Linked DNA regions of Zea mays: region 2 is linked to region 1. Evidence: chromatin contacts called from public Hi-C data. All regions are on one chromosome and are shown on one strand. Each heading gives the region's core, a stretch centred on a gene start, on an enhancer-like site or on the middle of the called end of the contact. The rest is flanking DNA. Distances are from core to core; before and after follow the strand shown.

The links. Hi-C and Micro-C count contacts between places; a contact is called where the count stands out from the background.
Region 2: a contact with region 1 is called in a Hi-C map of leaf, with 6 times the contacts expected there. The contact joins the promoter of LOC103653787 here to the promoter of LOC100284010 in region 1. A contact is called at or near these places in 2 of 25 Hi-C or Micro-C datasets (ear and leaf).

The regions. Positions count from the first base shown.
Region 1 is chr4:146,201,750-146,204,449 of Zm-B73-REFERENCE-NAM-5.0, reverse strand. It overlaps LOC100284010 (early nodulin-like protein 1), which reads right to left and starts at 1,308. Exons shown (of 2, transcript NM_001156908.2): 1 at 1,004-1,308; 2 at 339-912. The coding sequence starts at 1,235. The coding sequence ends at 533.
Region 2 is chr4:146,642,008-146,644,707 of Zm-B73-REFERENCE-NAM-5.0, reverse strand. LOC103653787 (histone-lysine N-methyltransferase SUVR4) reads right to left here and starts at 1,346. Exons shown (of 9, transcript XM_008680593.4): 1 at 1,069-1,346.

The sequences.
Region 1 (2,700 bases), core at 59-2,558:
AAACGAAAGAATTTAATATAAAGGATTTTGCCAAAAACTGAAGGAAGACAGATGCAACAGGGATGCTCCTACTACAATATCTGATGCAAAGAACTACAGCTTGTGACGACGGTTTCCACCATGGGTTGGTGTTAATGTTGATGAACCATGTGATATTCGGTATCCATATGCATATGTACGTACGGAAATATAATGGAATTCTCTGATACTAATTAAAAAAGAGGCCAGCAATTTAGCATCGTTGAGAACTACAAGGAAGAGCAGAAGCAGAAAACAACGAACTGAAGCACATCACATGTAGCTACTAAACAGCATACATACGGACATACGGTTACTGAGTTAAACAAATTGTTCGACACGACGACATTAATATAGTACCAATACTTCATAAGTCATCATGCATGAACCCAAAATAACATGGAAACTGAAAACTAGGCAACGGAACATTATCTAACAACAACTAGGTACTAGTGTGTGAGTACGTCTGCACTGCAGTACTAGCTGCGCACATAAAAGCAAAGTAGCAAACCAATCAGTGGAGCATCAAGCCCATACCAACAAGCGTAGCCATGGCGACGCCGGCGGCGGCAGCGATCGCTGCGTCAACAGCGGAGGAGGAGGCGCCGTCGGAGCACCCGGACGGCATCCCGGGGCGCGTCATCGTCGGAACTCCAGGGCCAGGCGCGGGCGCCGCGGCCAGGGCCGCCGGGTGCACCATGACGCGCACGATGAGCCTCTGGCCTTCCTCGCAGTGCCCTGGCTCGCCGCTGATGAAGCAGAAGAATCCCGGGCGGTGGAGGCGGAACTCGGTGGCGCCGCCGGCGAACGCGGCGAGCGGCGCGCTGGCGTTGCAGGCGTCGAAGGCCAGGCGGTTCACCACCAGCACCGAGTCGTCGTTCGCGTACTTGAAATCTGCGAGAGGAACGGAGGATGTCGAAATGGATCCGTGCGCGTCATGGTCGGATTGTTGTCGAAATGTGGGAGTTAGGCTACTGGTGCTCACAGAGGCGGTCGCCGACGTGGAAGCGGTTGTTCATGGCCCACCATCCGTAGCTGGTGTTGGCGTCCGGGACGCGCCACCCGCGCGGCCCGCCCACGCGGAACTCCAGCCCCGGCGGCGCGGCTGCCGCCTCCGCGGCGACGACGCCAGGGTCAGCGACGAGGAGGAAGGAAACGACGCCGGCGAGGGCCAGCGCGGAGAGAAGGCGGGAGCTTCCTGCCGCCGCTGCCGCCATGGATCTAGCGGTGCACTGCACTCACGGTGGGAGCTAGCTTCCTTCGCGCGTGGTGCGTTGCGTGGGGTGGAATGGGATGCAGGAAGCGGTGCGGCCACGTTTTAGAGGGGCTTGACGGGCTCGTACGGTGGTATGACCATGCAGGCCTGCTGCGTCGCATCGCCGGTTGTAGTTTGACTGCGCGAGCGCTGTGTGTACTGGTGCCCTGGTGGGATGTGGGAACGTCCGAACGTCAGAACGTGCGTGTGTGGCGAGGACGTGGGCAACGACAACAAGGCAGGGGCGCGCGGCGCCGCGGCGGCAGTTCACGTCTGCATGGCACCATTGCATGGCGCCGCGGCGGCAGTTCACGAAATCGAAATACCACTGCAACTTCGTTCGGAACGTTATTTGTTGTCGTAAATATTCTATAATTCATTTTATGTCGCGTTCACGAACTTTTTTACCCATCCATGCATGCTATCGTCAGCCGCGCGTATGTGGCATAAAAGTTTAATAAGAAACATACATGTAATAATTTATTCCATGCACGGGCCGATCTCTGACATAGGCTGTCTGTAGCCCAGGTCGCGGCCCAGTAAAGTGAAGAGGCCGAATGCGTACGCGACCGCTCAGGCGCCTAGCTCCAGCCAGTCCCGTGAACATTCTCCCTCTAGCTAGTCCTCTACGGCTCTACCCTTAGCTACAGCCAGCAGCCCGCACCCTGCAGGCCACAGCGCCGCTCGCCCGGAGCTCCACCGCTGCCGCAGCCGCCCACCCGGACCCCCCCACACCTCGCAGCACCGCTCACCCGGAGGCCGCACCGTCGGAGCACCGCGCGAGCCCGCGACCACGTCGTTGTCCAGCCACCGCTCCGCCTTTTGTGAAGCAGACAAGCTGTGATTTGTGACCGTGCGAAACCCTAGTTGTGATTTGTGAAGCAGACAAGCAGTGAAGGTGAAACATGTGCTATTGTTTTCTTTGAGTTTGATTTAAAGTTTTGATTTGATTATTTATTTGATAGTAATCCCGTATTTATAGGATATGTTTGTAGATATTTAAGATGAAAAGATTTTGAAACATTTTCAAGGCTTAAGAACTCGGAAGATAAATTTAACTCGCAACATCAACTCATGGTATGTGCAAGATTATTGTATTTCTAGAATTCGTATCGACTTATTTTTGGACTATATATTTCTTGAATGTTTAAATTATATCTTAGTTCTTGTGTCATATTAAACATCAATTATATTTTTTGTTTGGTTTAAAAAATTTTACATCCTTAGCTTAGTAGCCCCCCTCTTGGATTAATCCTGGATCCGCCACTGATTTCATGCCCTGGCGATGACATAAAATAGTAAAAAGTTATATTCAAGTGGCATTGAAACATTTACGATGATAAAAATAATTAATGATTCTGTCCATTGGCTATGGGCCGGCAGCTGTGGGCGGTAATTGTACGTATACACACAACTTTAAGGTGTCG
Region 2 (2,700 bases), core at 97-2,596, 440 kb before region 1:
TACAAGATTTTTGTAGAGTCAAAGTTTTTAAAGTTTGACCAAACGTATGATAAGAATCATCATAAAGATTTATAACACGGAATAGATGTAGTATGAAAATATATTTAATGGTGAATCTAATGGTATACATTTGATATCGTAAATGTTATTACTTTATTGTATAAATTTGGTCAAACTTGAACACTTTGACTCTCAAAAAATCTTGGAATGACTTATATGTTGTGATGGAGCAAATATATTTTAGAAACTAAAATACATTATTAGGAAGAAAAATGTTTGAGAAAAGAATAGAGCACTAATCTAGGGTGTAGTATATTTGGGTCTATGGTGTACTATATATTTTTTATAAAAAATTGTAAAATAAGATACTGTTAGAATTGTTTTTTATAAGTTTAACCTTATATTTTAAAATAGAATATTGATTTAAGACACTGTTAAAGATGCTCTTATAAACTAATTAGATAGATAAAGACTAAATGACGATACAAATTTTTTAAGATTAAGAGATTGTTTGGTTTTTATGGACTAATTTTTAGTAATTCTATTTTATTAGTTTTCGTATTTGTTAATTTAGAGACTAAAAATAGAACAAAATAGAAGGACTAAAATTAGTCTCTAAAAATAAAACACCATTAACTAATATGTGATCAGCAATGTTTAGTGTAGCATCACATAAGTGAATCATGAATTAATTAGGTTTAATAGATTCGTCTTGTTTAGTCCTAATCTATATAATAAGTTTTTAAATAAAATATATAGAATGATTGAAGAAGAATAGGATACGTGAGAGAGAATCTTTTAGAGAAGTAGGATATAAAAAACCACACTCAACAGGTGAGACAAGATACGGATGAGCGAAAACGAAGACCCCACTGCACCGCCTCTCCCACGCTTCCGCCGACGTGAAGCGGATTGGAAAACCGGACTAGCCGCAGCGAAAGCAACAAACGCGTCAAAATTCTCGGAAACGGGCCCCGAAAACCCTACCGCGAAAAAAAAACATTCTTCACACCACAAACAACACACGGCCAAAATGCAAACGCACGCACCCACTGCACGAACGCGCACCTAACTAAGTGAGCCGCCGGATGCGACGAAACAGAGGCAGGGACGATCGGCGTTCCTCCAGCGGCGTGATCAAGCCGCCGGCGGCGGCGCGCCTCCTGCACGAGACGCCAGAAACGGACGACGTCCGGCGGCACGCGATCGCCGCCACCTGGCTAGGATCTGGAGGCCAAACGATTCCGGAGAGAGAGAGTTTTTTTCCAGGATGCGAGGGGTTTCGGCACGAGGTGTATCTGGGAGAGCAGGCTGCCCTCCGCCGAACACAAACAGGGGAGAAGAATAAATGGAGGGGTTGCTTGGTACTGTTAAGTAACTCTAGTTAGGGTTACGTGGACAAATACCGACTTTACCCTAAATACTGACTTTGCTCTGAATGGTCTCACATCTCTATATAACGAACATATACACCTCATCATAATACATAGATGAGAAAGAGGTTGAAAGAAAAATGTGTCATTGGGCCATTTTTATAATGTTTTGGTAATTAAGTGTCCAACACATAGTGAGTGAGATATTATGTGTCAAACAAGCAAAAGGTGCAAATCATGTAACAAGGTACGTTTCTAAACTTAGTACATTGTTTTGAGTACTAACATATTTTGTCTAAGTGCTAGAAACAGAGAAAAGAAAGGTAGAAAAGGATTGCAAGTGACTTGGCTGTGTACAGCCGAAGTCCAGCTCGGCTTTGCACACCGGACTGTCCGGTGGTGCACCGGACAGTGTCCGGTGCGCCAGGCCAGCCTCCGGTGAACAGGCCACTCTCGGGAAAAATCGGCGGCGTACGGCTATAATTCACCGGAATGTCCGGTGGTGCACCGGACTGTCCGGTGAGCCAACGGTCGACCGCGTAATCTACAGGCGACGCGTGGCCCGCGCCAACGGTCGGCAGGGGCACCAGACTGTCCGGTGTGCACCGGACATTGTCCGGTGCGCCAACTCGCTCGGCGCTGCAACAGTCATCTGCGCCAGAAAAGGAAACAGATCCGCACCGGAACGTCTACAGTGATTGTCCGGTGCGCCACCCGACAGAAGGCAAGGATTTCCTTCCTTGCTGGCCTCCAACGGCTCCTAGCTGCCTTGGGGCTATAAAAGGGACCCCTAGATGTATGGAGGAGCTACCCAAGCATTCACTAAGCATTCTAAGTCTCCCACACTCCGTCTCCGCGCACTTGATCAATTGTGTTAGTGATTTGAGCTTCGTTCTAGTTGTGAACTCTTTGTGCTTCATTTTGAGCCCAAGTCTTGGCCTATGTGCGTGTGTGTGCTGCGAATTTGTGTGTGTTGCTTCCCAACCTTACTCTTATGCTTTCATTGTGATCTTTGTTGTAAGGGCGAGAGACTCCAACTTGTGGAGATTCCTCGCAAACGGGAAAAAGAGATAAAGAAGAAAAGTCGTGGTATTCAAGTTGATCATTGGATCACTTGAAAGGGGTTGAGTGCAAGCCTCGTCCATTGGGACGCCACAACGTGGAAGTAGGCAAGTATTACTTGGCCGAACCACGGGATAAAAATCGCGTGTCTCTTGTGTGCTTTACCTTTGATTATTTGTGTTCAAAAGAACTCGTCTCAAGCTACTTAGTCATTCTAACTTACATAATAAAGTTTTGTGGCTATTAGTGTTGAATTTTACAGGAT